Linked DNA regions of Mus musculus: all the other regions are linked to region 1. Evidence: chromatin contacts called from public HiCAR-type data. All regions are on one chromosome and are shown on one strand. The core of a region is the stretch at or near the end of the contact, and the rest is flanking DNA. Distances in the headings are between cores, read along the strand shown. Region 1 has its middle 10 kb from the start of Gm34053. Region 2 overlaps Patj (PATJ, crumbs cell polarity complex component). Region 3 overlaps Nfia (nuclear factor I/A). Region 4 overlaps Nfia (nuclear factor I/A).

The links. HiCAR-type assays count read pairs that join an accessible place to other places.
Region 2: a HiCAR-type map of astrocytes shows a contact between it and region 1, with 4 times the contacts expected there. The contact joins two enhancer-like sites. A contact is called at or near these places in 1 of 39 promoter capture datasets (stem cell-derived epiblast-like cells) and 1 of 115 datasets of contacts at active chromatin or transcription factors (astrocytes).
Region 3: a contact with region 1 is called in a HiCAR-type map of astrocytes, with 3 times the contacts expected there. The contact joins two enhancer-like sites. A contact is called at or near these places in 6 of 39 promoter capture datasets (embryonic stem cells, frontonasal cranial neural crest, hippocampal neurons and 3 more) and 1 of 115 datasets of contacts at active chromatin or transcription factors (astrocytes).
Region 4: a HiCAR-type map of astrocytes shows a contact between it and region 1, with 3 times the contacts expected there. The contact joins two enhancer-like sites. A contact is called at or near these places in 4 of 39 promoter capture datasets (frontonasal cranial neural crest, hippocampal neurons, pre-B cells and 1 more) and 1 of 115 datasets of contacts at active chromatin or transcription factors (astrocytes).

The regions. Positions count from the first base shown.
Region 1 is chr4:96,795,881-96,799,456 of GRCm38.p6, reverse strand. No RefSeq gene overlaps it. Among named protein-coding and RNA genes, the nearest start is that of Gm34053, 10 kb to the right of the region's middle. Within about 2 kb of position 1,761, at least 16 of the 459 cell types and tissues checked have an H3K27ac peak or open chromatin away from gene starts, as enhancers often do. A contact at or near this core is called in astrocytes, where this site is marked.
Region 2 is chr4:98,586,250-98,589,825 of GRCm38.p6, reverse strand. The region is part of intron 28 of Patj (PATJ, crumbs cell polarity complex component); the gene reads right to left. It overlaps Gm40210 (a long non-coding RNA gene), which reads right to left. Exons shown (of 2, transcript XR_867949.2): 2 at 1,817-3,576. Among named protein-coding and RNA genes, the nearest start is that of Gm40210, 8.5 kb to the right of the region's middle. Within about 2 kb of position 1,940, at least 11 of the 459 cell types and tissues checked have an H3K27ac peak or open chromatin away from gene starts, as enhancers often do. A contact at or near this core is called in astrocytes, where this site is marked.
Region 3 is chr4:97,892,323-97,895,898 of GRCm38.p6, reverse strand. All of the region lies in intron 2 of Nfia (nuclear factor I/A), which reads right to left. Among named protein-coding and RNA genes, the nearest start is that of Gm19417, 25 kb to the right of the region's middle. Within about 2 kb of position 1,813, at least 31 of the 459 cell types and tissues checked have an H3K27ac peak or open chromatin away from gene starts, as enhancers often do. A contact at or near this core is called in astrocytes, where this site is marked.
Region 4 is chr4:97,873,500-97,877,075 of GRCm38.p6, reverse strand. The region is part of intron 2 of Nfia (nuclear factor I/A); the gene reads right to left. Among named protein-coding and RNA genes, the nearest start is that of Gm19417, 6.3 kb to the right of the region's middle. Within about 2 kb of position 1,920, at least 13 of the 459 cell types and tissues checked have an H3K27ac peak or open chromatin away from gene starts, as enhancers often do. A contact at or near this core is called in astrocytes, where this site is marked.

The DNA.
Region 1 (3,576 bases), core at 512-3,011:
TTAAGAAGGAGAGCTAAGCCAATGTGAGGACACCAAGTACATTCTCATCCATTATGACTGCTGCTCTTTAAGAAAAGAGTGTTTAAACTGAGATACTCCAGGAACGTGAGCACACAATGAGAATGTGTCTATGTGTAGGATGCAGAATGAAAAATCAAATCCATACCTTGAATTTTGACTTCAAGATTCAAAAACTGAAACAAAAATTTTTGTTTATGCCACATGGTTTGTGGAACATTGCTAGGGCATCCCTGTTAATATAATATAAACAAATGTTAAATGGTACATGAAATGTGTATTTGGAATTAAGCACCTGATATCTTATTAAAGAGTTTGTGATGTGATGTTATCTGAATCTCCAATGCAAAGAGACAAAACTTGGAGGAAAATGAAAACTAAATGCTCCATCTAGGTGTCTATATTCATTCATGGACATATATTAATATTTATATGTAATATATCAAATATTCATACCTATATGTATGCATATGTATACATAAGGAAATATACAAGAATACTTATATGCAGTAATATACACAATGCACTTAGACTGAAGCCAAGTCGAGTTCAAATTTAGGCTCTGCAATGTACCAACAGGATAGCCTAGGTAAGATCCCCATTTTTCCAAGATCACTTGACTTAAGTTTATGATAAAATAGAAAATAATCAATTATGACAGTCAATGAAGCCATATACAATGCATTAAAGGGGCAACAGTTTTTGTCTTTAGCCTATACTTGTTTGTCACATTGTGGAGAAAAACTGTCCCACTCTCATATCCTTTTCTACCCACGGCATAGTCATAGTCCCCCAGCGGGAGAGAGCACTTAATGCTTATAAGGATATGTGGTATGATAAGGATATGTGGCATTGACTGTCCATATAAGAGAATCTACAATCACATTACAGATAAACTGATGGACATTTCTATGAGGGAGTTTCTAGTGTCAGCTATTTGAGATGAGAGGCTAGACATCTGCACTGAATAACAAGGCAAAACACCACTATGACCTGCATTCACATCTCTTTCCAGGCTGCTGATGAAATGGGGCCATCTGCCTCAACTCTTGTGGCCATGACACTATGTGTATCATAGAAGATACTATCCTCAAACTGATAGCCAAAATAAAACCTTTCTTCTTCCCTTAAGTTGCTTCAGTTTGGCTTTTTTTTTTTCACAGTAACATGAAAAGTAATATCCATATTGAACACATATCTGACCTTGTCTGGACGAGGGGACAATGGCACAATCTTAAAGAAAACACCTACCTTTGGTATTTTATTCTGCAAATTCTTGCTTCTCTGAGCTAAGAAGCTGTTCACTAAAACCAAATCTCAAAGAAGTCTGTTCTTTAGACTTGACCATACCCCTGGCATGAACTCAGTTTTAGGAAGATCAGAAATGTGATCTTTATTATTTATTGAGCAGGGACCAAGACATTGGTGGTATTAAAGAGCAAAGTCCAATCACTCAAGTGAATACAGAAATTATCTTAGGGAGTCTGATTGTCCTAGCAAGAATAATAGGGTTGTTAAGTGGGTCTCCTGCCTGGGAGATGCCAAGGGCACTAAGCACCAAAGAAAAAGAAACACTCAGTCACATGTGCTGGGCACACAAATAGAAAAGGTCTGTTATGCAGAAGCTACATGAGTCCCCATAGAAACATTGGCCCTCAGCCAACACAGCAATACTCAGTGAGAGTCCTTTGATCAGTATTTGAAATACTACAACAAATGCTTCACACTTCTGCATGCTAGTTCCTAGGTGCTAGGAATTCTAAATGGCCTGCAGTCCTCTGGACAGTCCATTAAAATGAAGAATGCCAGTACTGTCTTAACGGAAATAAAAAGGACTCACCCAGACAACAGAGACAACTATGCATCTTTATTTCCTTCTTTACCCAGTTTCTGAGGGCTTTCTTAGCAGAACCTTAATGAGAATTGATGCATCTGATAGTAAAGACATTTCATCTTATATATCCCAAAATATCCCACTGTGTATCTGGCTCATTCTCACCAAGATATCACTTCTCTAATTTTGTAGATTTTATTTTTCTCTCTTGAGAATATCAAGAAAAAAATCTTGAGGATAGTACTGTCTTGCCAGTCTCAGATGAGCAGGCTATCAAGGAGAATATTAGTTACCTCTTAAGGATGCTGTTGTCCAAAGAGCTTAAAGTACATCTCTCTTGGGAGATGACCATAGAGCTGCCTTTCTTTTGACCTTCAGAGCATGGAAGCCACACTAGGGTTCATGCCAATGTAGACGATCTCCCATCACTTCTCTGTTGAGTGACAATCACCTGCTGTCTAAGCAAGTGTTTCATGTGTTACTGTATTTCACAGACTCGGACATATTTTCCATAATTACTCCCCAGCAATATATAGAGTAGGGTGCCTGAGACTGAGATTTTAAATAAACAATTTTTTCTTACTTTAGCTTTAGTCCCAGTCATACAAAGCAACTTTGTTCTTTTCCTTCTGCAACTTTTCTCCACCCACGGAGGAAAAAAAATAAACCCTCTTCTGAATTAATACCCTAAGTGTTACATGTCAGTTTAGTTCTGAAGGTATATGTAAATCTCAGGTTATAATCACACTCTAATCGCCTCTTCCACTTCTTCTGAACTAGACAAGGTATATTTTCTTTGCATGTACTAGCAACTGGCAGAATACATGTATATATGTATGTTATGTATGCACATATACATACATACATACACATGTGTGTGTGTGTGTGTGTGTGTTAAATAGGTGAAAAAAGGGAATGAAGAAGGTAGGCATAGAGCATGGGCATAGTTCATGGAACTCTGTTTCAACTGGGCTATGCACACCCCATCTTCTAAGCATGCACTCAATAACCAAACTCCTTTACCTGCCTGCATTCTACACACATACCCCTTTTCTAACAATTCACCTAATAACCTTGTGCCCTACCTCCACTAGGCTATAAGTGCACTCATCTCTGAAAAATATAATAGGCTTTTTGGCTTTTTCTCCCCTACTAAAATTCAAACTTAGACAGTTTCTTCTCCAATATATTCCCAATGCATCCAAAGCCAACCAGCCTGAACTGATTTTAGGTAAATGTATAGTAAGACAAAACTGAGTCTTCATGTGAACTTTTAAGGGGACCCCTGCAGGAGTTTGCTCTGATGCTGCTTGTATATAAATGCTAAATTTTGTACCTTAAGATCTGGTTGCCCCCATTGAGGAGATCCTCAAGCACACCAAGTGATGCTAAGTAACATTGCTCCCCAAATTAAGTGGCGTTAAAGCCTATGATTAGACAATAAAAAGAGGTAGGCAAGTTTTCAGTTACCTGGCTTGGGTTGCAGGTAGAGAAAGGCGAAAGAAGAAAGGACAGAAAGAGAGAGGAGGAAGCTGCCATGATAGGAGATGGACCATGAGCACATGGCCATGAGAAACAGCAACTAACAAGGGACGTATGGTTAGGATGTTAGTTAGAATAGCTCCAAAATCTGTCTGATCTAGGCTTACAGTTTATAAATAAAATACGTGGACTGTGTGTCTTTTATATGGGTAAGCAAGAATTTATAATTCCATTTACAGACA
Region 2 (3,576 bases), core at 691-3,190, 1.8 Mb before region 1:
TAAATAATATCTTCTCTAATTGAGTCACCAGGCAAAGGATCTAGAGTAATGTGAAAAGCTCTGACAGGACAGTGCCATGGCTGCTGTGCCCATAACTGTGGCCTTGACTGTGGTGGCAGCTGCTCACTGGCAATGTTTAGGAAGTGCTACACAGTGGAAAACACAAGTAACCAAAGACACAGCGGAATCTGACTTTACTAGATTAGATCTAGAAGGAACACTGAGACTTCTAGGCAAAAAAACAAAATCAAAACCAACCAAAAAGGCTACAACAAAGCCTTCTTTTTCACTTTAAAAATGATGTAACTAGGGACTAGTAAGATGGCTGAGTGAGTACTTGCAGCCAAACCTGAAGATGTGAGTTTGATACCTGGTACCGTCATGATGGAAAGTGGGAACAGACTCTCATAAGCCATTTTCTAACCTCTATACACATGTGTGTATACATACACACACACACACACACACACACACACACTCAGCTGCAAACAATCTGTGTGGAAATTAGAGTACCAATCAATGGGATTGGTATTATAAGACATGATTGGGTAGACATTCCTGTAACCCCAACACTAGCAAGAGGTAGTGGCTAGAGGATTGTGAGTTTGGAGAGAGAGAGGGAGAGAGAGAGAGAGAGAGAGAGAGAGAGAGAGAGAGAGAGAGAGAGAGAGAGAGAGAGAGAGAGAGAGAGAGAGCCTCTACTATCTGAGGGTTACAGCAGTGAGGAGGCAGTCTGCTGACCAAGAAGGAGGCTTCCCCAGAGTCTAGTGCTATGATTTCAGGCTTCCCAGCCTATTGAACTGTGAGAAATATGTGTGTGTGTCAGTCACTTCAGCCACTTTGGCATTTGTTATAGCCACCCAAAGTGACAAAGACAATTGCTTGAACTAATTTCTATTCTTTGAAACTAGTTATTTCCATTTATGCACTTTCTTGTCATTCTAAATATCTACAATAACCTATATTCTCTTCAGTCTCAGAGTCTGAGGTGCTCAGACTTTGCCTTGGCACACAAACAGAAAAAGAAAGAGGGAACAGACTTTCTGCACAGAGGAGATTTCTATTAGATATTTTAAAAAAGGATTTATTTATTTATTATATTTAAGTACACTGTAGTTGTCTTCAGACACTCTAAAAGAGGAAGTCAGATCTCATTACGGATGGTTGTGAGCCACCATGTGGTTGCTGGGATTTGAACTCAGGACCTTTGGGAGAGTAGTCAGTACTCTAAACCGTTGAGCCATCTCTCCAGCCCCCTCTATTAGATATCATCATCATCATCATCATCATCATCATCATCATCATCATTGTACTGGGGTTTGAACCTAGGACCTCTGACATGCCAAATAGGTACTCTACCATTCAGTCATATCCCCAGCCAAATCTTTCTCTATGTATATCTCCTTACCTGCCTACCTCTGTCTGTCTGTCTATCATCTATTAATGTCTGTCTATCTATCTATCTATCTATCTATCTATCTATCTATCTATCTATCTATCTATCTATCAACTAGTAATTTATAGACAAGGCCTCACTATGTAGCCTAGGCTGGTTTTGCCAGTGTGATGCTCCTGCCTCAACCTCCTTAGCACTGAGATTTAAGGTGCTCATCACCACATGCCCAGTGCCATCTATGTGCCTGCCTAGCCATTCTGGTTTTCTGAGTTGCTTTTGGGTTCCTCAAGTTTTCAATGACAACTGGGGACTTCTGTGTCTTTCCAGATATTAATTTCTGTTTCAGCTCTTGACCCCTGGCCCCAGAAAAAGCAACAATAGGCATATCTGTGTGAGTTAATTTTCTTCCAGGCTCTGAAACTCAAATCCCATTTAGGAACAAATTACAGCAACTCTGGATTCCAAGGCCCCATACAACAGCCATGTCTGCATTTTCTAAGCTGGTGAGTCATACTGCAGGTTTCCAGGCCACCTGACTTCCCACTCAGGGTTTGCCTTCTGCCTCTGTAGAGAGAAAGAACAAACCCTCAGTATGAGGGCAAGCCTGACCGGGATGGGAGAACTGGTTGCAGTATTTGTAGTTTGCAGCCAAAGTCGAATTGGGGCTAATCCAATACAGATTTAGCAAAAGTAAATGGACAAAAATGCCTTCCTACTGCAGCAGAAACTTTCACTTTTAAAGTCTTTAATGAGATTTGTTTTAATCAAATTAATTATGCAAAACTATTAAAGAGATAAGCTTTTAACTACTCTTACTTTCCCCCAGTTCATTTGAACAGGAATGTAAATTGATGCTGAAAAGCAGCTCAATTAAATCTATTCAAATGACATATCAAATTGAAAGCAAAACTTAATTAACTTAAGCTAGGGTTGAAAATATTAATTATACAAAATTAACATTTAGTTTAAGTAACAGATTTGCCCAAGGTTTGAACATCGTCATAATTTATTACACTCAACAATCCCCTTCCCATTCTTTCTTCTGCAAAGAAAATTGGCATATTATACAAACTGTAAACTGTTATTAGAGAGCTGAACTGAACTCACACTACATGAGTGGCTGGTAATAAAATCAGAGCCCTCCCCTATCTGCACTTGGAAGTCCCTTCTGAATGTCATATTTTAAGGCATTAGAATCAATACTTTCACTTTCAAAATAACCTGAATACAAACCACATGGAAAAAAATCAACACATTATATTTATAACCATCAACCCTTTCATATTTTTTGGTGTTGAAGATCAAACACAGTACCTAGAATATGCTAGGCAAGTGCTCAGTCACCAAAGAACATTCCAGATCTTTTCAACTTTATTTTGAGATAGGGTCTTAATAGATTGCCTCAGATTACAGGTACACACTACCATACCCAGCTTTCAGTTAACTCCTGGATGAAAGGTTCCATGTCTATGGATTTATCCTAAAAAGGCTAAAAAACGGAGGCATCAACATGCCAGCACAGCTATACTTTTAGTCAAGAAGAAGTAGGAAAACTGCAGAGTCTCCTAATCTGTCATGGTGACAATGGAAAGGACTGAGGAAGGTGATGTGTATAGATGTGTGGTCATGAGATCAGCAGTGCTGAGTGGGAAACACAGCAGACATCATGGAACCACTTCTAGGTTTAAAGTGTCTGTTTGAGTTTAAAGAACTTGCTCTAGTGGTTGTGCTCTGTGGGGACAGTTTTCTGTATCAGTATTTTAAAACATTTTTGTCACATTTTATTTATTTTGTGTGTACAAACACATACATGTACATGTCTGTCATGACAGGAGTGTGAAGGCTTTAATGTAGTCCTCTCCCTCCGCCATGGACTCTGGAGACCAAGTTCAGGTCACTGAGTTTATGTGGCCAGAGCTTTCCCACTGACCATCTGCTGATGGTGTATGCCAGGGAGGCCAGGGAGGCCTGTGAGCACGGGTAGGGAGGTCGATGCAGGGCTGCAGGCTGGAAGTTAGTCTGGGCTACATTATGACATCTGTGTACAAAACCCAGGTTTGCAATAATCAGCAGATACTACAGAAAAAATAATCACATTCGTTTTTTCCTTAAAAAAAGGAAAGAAAAAGAAGAAAAGGCAAGATGGGTGTGTGTGGTTCCTGTTACCTCACACAGCTGGA
Region 3 (3,576 bases), core at 564-3,063, 1.1 Mb before region 1:
AGCATCCTTTTTCTGGTGCTATGGAAAATGTCTTTGAAATTCATAAGCAGACGCTGAGTACAGGGGAAAAAAAGTGTCCTGAGAAATGCTGTTCACTCGTTCAGTTAGGCAAAGGGCTTTGTGGAGTCTTTCCTCTGTTATCTGAGAGGCACCATTGTAGACACTGTGCCTACCTTGGGGGACTCACAGTCGATGCTGGATAATACACACTTGGAATTCCAAAGTCATGATTTCTGAGACCCAAACTATGCTCCTGTAGGTGAACACTACAATGTAATTTCCTCCTTGGCTCTGAAGAACAGTAAACCTTAGTTTGGATCCCAAAGACGACTCAGAAGAAATTTTTCAATGGGGTATGAGGCAAAACAGTGATGGTCTCCCCCCATCGCCTACCCACTCATCTATCTCCCCTTTGAGCGCAGATCTTGGTGTCAGGCATCATGGTCCTTTTAGTTATCCTAAGACAAATAAGCTTTCTGCTACAGCTGCGAACCTAACAATCCAATAGACTCATCTAAATTCACATTGCAATTAGGTAAGTGATGAAGGCCCAAACCTTCAGGAACACTGGGTATCATTTTTACTACAGTATCCTCCCCACTAAATTTCTACTGGGCATAATATATAGGATAAAATAGCTAAGGAGACTGACTGTTGGTGTTCCTGACTGCCTCTAGATCTCTATCAACTACCTTCAAAATCAGGTGATTCAAATGTTCAGAAAATCAGGTTTCCTTAGAAAATATAATGGATTGTGAAAGACATGAAACCTAAGTAATTCATGAATTCCGTTTTTCTAAAAACATAGTTATTATTTAATATCATAACTAAATAAACAGTAATTTGGGAAATTATTTCTGAACTGTGCCCAACTGCTGCTTCAAAAAAATAAATAAATAAAGAAAGAAAGAAAGAAAGAAAGAAAGAAAGAAAGAAAAGAAAAGAAAAGAAAGAAACCACTGAATGCAAATTTCCATATTAAGACAGTTTCAGTACATCTCAGTGGACGGGGTGATACAACGGTGTTTTTCTTATCTTGCCATTAAATTGAGCACTGGGCTGGAGTGTGGCTCAGTAGTAGAGTGCCTGCCTAGCATTCGTAAGGCCCGCAGTCTGATTTCTATCACTGCACCCAAAGGGGAGGAAGGGAGTGAATTTTCTTTAGAAAGCTCTTAAAAGGCAATAGCTCTACATATACTCTGCTTCTTAACAATGGTGCAGTTCACTCAACCAGGGAAGCAGGGAGGTTATACTGATACCCATAAGCCACAAGTGTACAAACTTCCTTCCTAATACATCATGCTCCTGCAATCTATTTCCTGACTTGAAATTTATTGCTATAAATACAGAGAATGAAGAATGTGAAGTGGTGCCAACTCAGCCATCACTCTGGCTCCAATCCTTGGCTAAATTTATGCATTTCTCTGGTTTGTTTAAATGCCAAAGACTTAGGCACACTAGAAAGATATTACTCTTTTCTCTTTGGTGAAGAAGCCCCACCTGCCCACTGCATGCAGATGGAAGTACAAGAGAGCCAAGGGCAGAAAGATAAAAACGTGCACTCAGCTGATGAGAACAGCAGGCTTCAGATGCCCAGGCGGAAAGGCATGAACAGGGCTCATCGTTCAGTATCTTGTACCTTTCCAAAGCTGCAGCCATTTTTCTAACATTTGTGCAGTGGATTTTTTTCCTTTTTTTGTTTGTTCCTTTGTTTGTTGTCTTTGCCTTAGATTTTGCAGTGGTGGGTAATCAAGCCAGGGCAGTACGCATGCTAGGCAAGTAAGCCCAGCCGCAAATAGATTCAATAGAAGAAGGGCTAACGATGTAGCTTAGTAGCAGAGGGTTTGCCTAGCATGCAAAATGGCCTGGCTTTCATCCTGGACACAAAGAAGGTTTTCTGTTTCTGTTTTTGTTTTTAATTTTTTTGTTTTAATGTTAATGGAATGAAGTGTGATTCAGCACAAGAAATATAGAGACAAACGGGCCATACTATGAAGAGTCCATAAAGATAAACTCAGTACAAAGTGATCTTCAAGATCTAGGACCAAGTGAAGAGCCTTAGAGTAGACCTTAACGTATGTCTAAGAATCTTCCATCTTCTTACATTGTAAGTTAGTGATGGTAATGTGACCCTAAGGATAGATATTCAAGTTGGAGTCACTGAAAACAAGGAACTTTTCTCTGAATTCTGCAAGGCCATAACACAGCACATCTGAGTAGTTTCCTTATTTGTTAGCTACCATTGGGTAATGTGAACATTTTCTTTATAGCTCACACACCTTTCTTTGTAATCTTATTTCACTTAAGGAAAGCCACCTTTCCTATTTAAGTTGAGAAGACCCTGTTCTAAGAAACTCAAAACCATTACGGTCTCCCCTGTAATTCAGATATTCTTATTTTTAAATCAACTCATATTGCTTGGCTAACATCCGTTTCTATCCTATAATACACAAGTCTAGTATTTGGTGACTTTTGAAGTAGACATATTTTCATAATCATAAATGTCTAACAGTATTCTAACAAAACAAAACAAAAACCAAACAACAGCAAATAAACAAACACCACCTGGGGGGTAGTACATTAGGATGTTAATTATTTTCATATGGCAGAATATGGATGCCTTCTATTCCTTATATTTTGAATATCTGAATATCTACAATGATCTCAGTTGTTATCTTAAAGATTTCTTTTTTTATAGTATTAATTATGTGAATGTTTGTATGTTGATATGTGTGTGTTTGTGCACATGTACACAAGTGTCCTCGGAGACCAGGAGAGGGTGTTAGCGTCCCTGGAGCTAGAGTTTCAGACAGACAATTTCGAACCACTCAGTGTGGGGTTGGGAACTAATAATGTGGGTTCCCTGTAAGAGCAGCAAGCACTCTTAGCCATGGAATCTACCTTTCTAGCCCCTCTACATTTCATTTTAAGATTATAAAATTACCTATTCAAAGTTTACTCAAATGCTCTAATACATACCTCAAAGGCTATAAATCTTTATCTTTGCAGAAATTACATGGAAAATGAATTTGAAATCCTACAAAAATAAATAAATACTGCACAAAACTCGTTGGGGAAAAATGGCTGTATAGTCCTAGATGGTTATTGATGGCTCCCAAAATAGTTAATATGTTCACAAATAACACTATTGCTAAATGAATGGGTTTATGCTTCTAAAGTGAAACATGTAAATCCATTAGAAAATGTAACTTTTTCAAGTATTTATTTTCTCTGAAAAATTAACATTCACTCAGTAAAATAGAAAGAAATGAACACATTTCTGATATTTTTTAAATATGTAGGTTTAGTTTGTAAGTTTCCTTAATTTGGAGAGACTTTGGGGTCCATTTCCTATGCTCTTCCAGTGTTTGGGGGAATTCTGCCTCCTACCAAGAAGCACTGGGAGTGAATTCCCTGTTATTTGGTCCTCTAATTAAGGGGACTATTGCTATGGTGATCTTCACTCAGAGTTTCTCCTAAATGTGTTAGAAACCAAGTATGTTTAACTGCCTGCTACCAAATCACCAAGAAACCATCCAACCGTGTCTGAGACCCTTTAAGGTCTTACATTTTAGA
Region 4 (3,576 bases), core at 671-3,170, 1.1 Mb before region 1:
GAGGACCTGAACCCAGATATCTGCCAGATGCAAAATTATATTGTTAATCAAATTAACTAATTATCAAATCAAATCAATCGTGTTAATCTTCACGACCACATTATACTAATGCTGCTCCTCTCTACACAAGCACTCCTTCATTTTAATTAAATCTATCAGACCAATCAGTTAATTGGGTCAAAAGTTAAGTTCACTTTGAATGTATATAGACAATGCCCTGAATGAAGCATAAGATGGTGTAGGTGAGAGCACTGCATTAGAATATCAATCTGTCATGCCAGGATGCTTACCTTTTGCTATTTCCACAAAAGGCCATAAAACACGATGAAAAAAAACTTTAAAGGGAAAGTATTCATTTTAAAAGCAAATGTGTTAGCTGTCCAATGTGTTAACTACTTTTTCTAGGATCCAGGAGGTTTGTAGCCTATTTAGAAAATGTCCTGTTTCCATACCATCCAGACTCAAATGATCCTTTGTCTTTTGACTACAGCTAACACATAAAGCGTTTGAAGAGAAACACCAAGACACTTACTGTGCACTGTGCTATTGACTCTAGTTCTACCTAGCTATTGGAAGATACCGTCCTGTTGTGGCTAACTCAAGAGACATCCCTCCTTTTGTGGAAAGGGAAATGGGCCTGAAGGAGAAGAAAAACACCAGACAGAGTAGAGTCTAATGACTGCAGTGCTAACTTTACTGGAGAGATTGTCAATATGGTAAAATTAGAAACCAAAATTAAAGTACATAAATGTGTAAATACATACATACATACATAACAAAGGTCCTTGTAGTATTCAGTGATTAAAAAAATAACAGAAAAGTTTCTTTCCATATTTATTACGTTTTTGGGGTCTGTTCTAGGTCCCACTGTTCTGAATAGCAGAGATAAAATTTTTCATAAGCACACAAACACTTCATAAATTGGTCCAAACCAAAGGCATTGGCCACCTGCCAACGTCGGTAGGTCTTGGAGGCACATTCAATGATAAACAGCAGTCCCCCTCCCACATGAGAGGATTCTGGCAGTTTCTGTCTGTTTGGAACTCTGTGCTAGGCTAATCTGGAAAATGTCAGAGTATTTTAAGGATGTGAAGAAGAGTTTTCAGGAGTGAGCATTAGAAATGTTCAAATTTGGAAAAGCAGATCAAAGGCAGGTACACAGACAGACAAGGGCCTGTGAAGATGAGCAACAATTCTTTGAGATGCTAAACAAAATGTATTCCCATGGTGACGTAACAGAACTGACTCCTTGAACGAGCCTCCGAATCACCTCAGCATTTTCAGTAAAGGCAATCAAAAACACTCACAAATACCTCCTTATTCTGATATTTCAAAACTCAATAAAGGCCCAGTTCTACATGGTGGCCTAAAATTAGGGAGTTTAGCGGGCTAAAGAAAGAGAAGGAAGTTTTTTGTTGGGCTATTTTTAATATCCTTTAAAGCGTCTCCAGTCCATTTTTTTTTAAGTTTTAAGTCATGGTTTGGAAAAAAGGGAAGGGGCCCCTGTGGGGCAAACTCAACTCCAAGGAGAGAATAAGGATTTCCTGGCATCTGGGGGAAACCACATGGCTTCCTTGTCACCAATACTATGACTGAAGACACAAGCACCACTACACCCATTTGGAAGACAGGAGACTAATGGGATGAGCCACCAGACTGCAAGAACCTAGGCCACGACATCACAAGATCCTCACCAAGATTTCCAAACTCAGCCACTGTCTGCACACCAGAAGCTGATGCACACCCAAACCTTCAGCATGTCCCCTGCCTAATTGAATTGGGGCCTGTAATGGGAGGAAGCTGTTTCTCAGAACTAGAGTAAGTGATGCTGCTGGGAAGAGGAGGCGGCCAACCAACCAGGCCTGAGACGTGCAGAATTGGTAGAGGAGTCACCCAGAATCTCCAGAAAGCAAATCCCACTGAGCACTTATCCATCCAGGTCACAGTGGAGCTGTATCATAGCAACCTGTGACTTGAAACACTACTATTCACTTGGTCATTAGTTTGTCCTGGTTCCTTTCACTTACCCGTATTTTTGATAGCCAAATCCTTAAAAGAAAAAGGGGACTCTGAGAATGTTGTCAAATTTCAATAATGCTCAAGGGAGGGGGTCACCAATCTCTTAATGGCTGGGCCCAACATTCTTTCTGAAGTTCCCCAGTAACAGATTAATGTAGCTAAGCATTGCCACACTGAGCTGAAGTACTAGGAAAACATGCCTGAAATTTACAAGTAGACTTCTCTTGCTTGCTTTTTTATAAAAAAAAATCCTCATTTTCATTGCCAACATCTTTCTTTTTAATTTATTATAGTGTCAAAACCCATGTCTGGTCCTGGAAAATTTTTGGCACAAACTTGGTTGTTTACTGTACCAGATCATTAAGGCTACCAAACCTCAATCACAAAACTACCAGAGGAGTTTAGTACTCACAGGAAAACAAAACACATGCATGACAGAGCTGGGAACAGCAATGAATTCAATCCAAGCTTTAGGTATCTGTGAGTGCCAGGTGAGCAAAAGACACTTGATGTCTGTGGTCTTCAATTCATATGTCTGGGTTCTGATACCTTACAGATTCTAATTCCAAAAAGCATATTCTCTAAAATCGAGATGTTCAGTAGGCACACACTTCTTCAGTTCCATCTAGAGATGTCCAAATGCTAGAGTTTACAACCTACCCTGAGACTACCACTCCCCTACTCCTATACATTTAAAATGAGTCATTCTTTTAAGGCATCAATAAAATGGGGTGAGATGTGTATGTGTGTCTATAAGCAAAGGACTGAGAAAGTAAAGACAAGGTACTTCACATCCCAATTCACAGCAGCCCGGTTTGGGAAAAGACCTGGTCTCCAAGCACGGGTTACACCTAGCACAATAGCAGCAGTCATAAATAGTAGTCATCTGGGGAATACCCAGTGTTCTAGTGCTAAGAATTCATTAGCTGAGGGGCTGGGGTGATGGTTCAGCTTTTACGAGAACATATTGCTCTTCCAGAGGCTGGAATTCAATTTTCTGCACATTTATCAGTAGTCATTTATATTTCCAGCTCTAGAGGGATCCAACTTCTCTGGCCTCTGTGGGCAACTGAACTCATGCGCATATGTCTCTATATAAACACATACTTATATATAATAAATATATATAAGTATATAAGACACATATATAACAAATATATATATGTGTATATATATATTACATATGGTAAAAGATACATCTTATTCTTTTAAAAGATTAGTTGGAAATACCATAGGAATGGAACTTGTTCTGATGTAAATAAAATCATGTAGCCCCTGAGACTGACCTCTGGGTTCACCTGCCTGGTACCAATCCCTTGGCCAGCGAAATGAGGAATAACTGTACTATACTCAAGTGACAGTATGAGAGTTAAATGAGATAACTATTGAAAACTTATGAGGCTTAGACTGCTGCTGTCTGCTACAAAGCACCACCATTCAATAATGCTATTATAGTTAGTTCATAGCATTCATTTCATTAAATTGATTGAATTAATATCACCATAATTAAAATTATACAGCACTGCAATCAGAAATAGCAATGTGTGGTATTTTCTC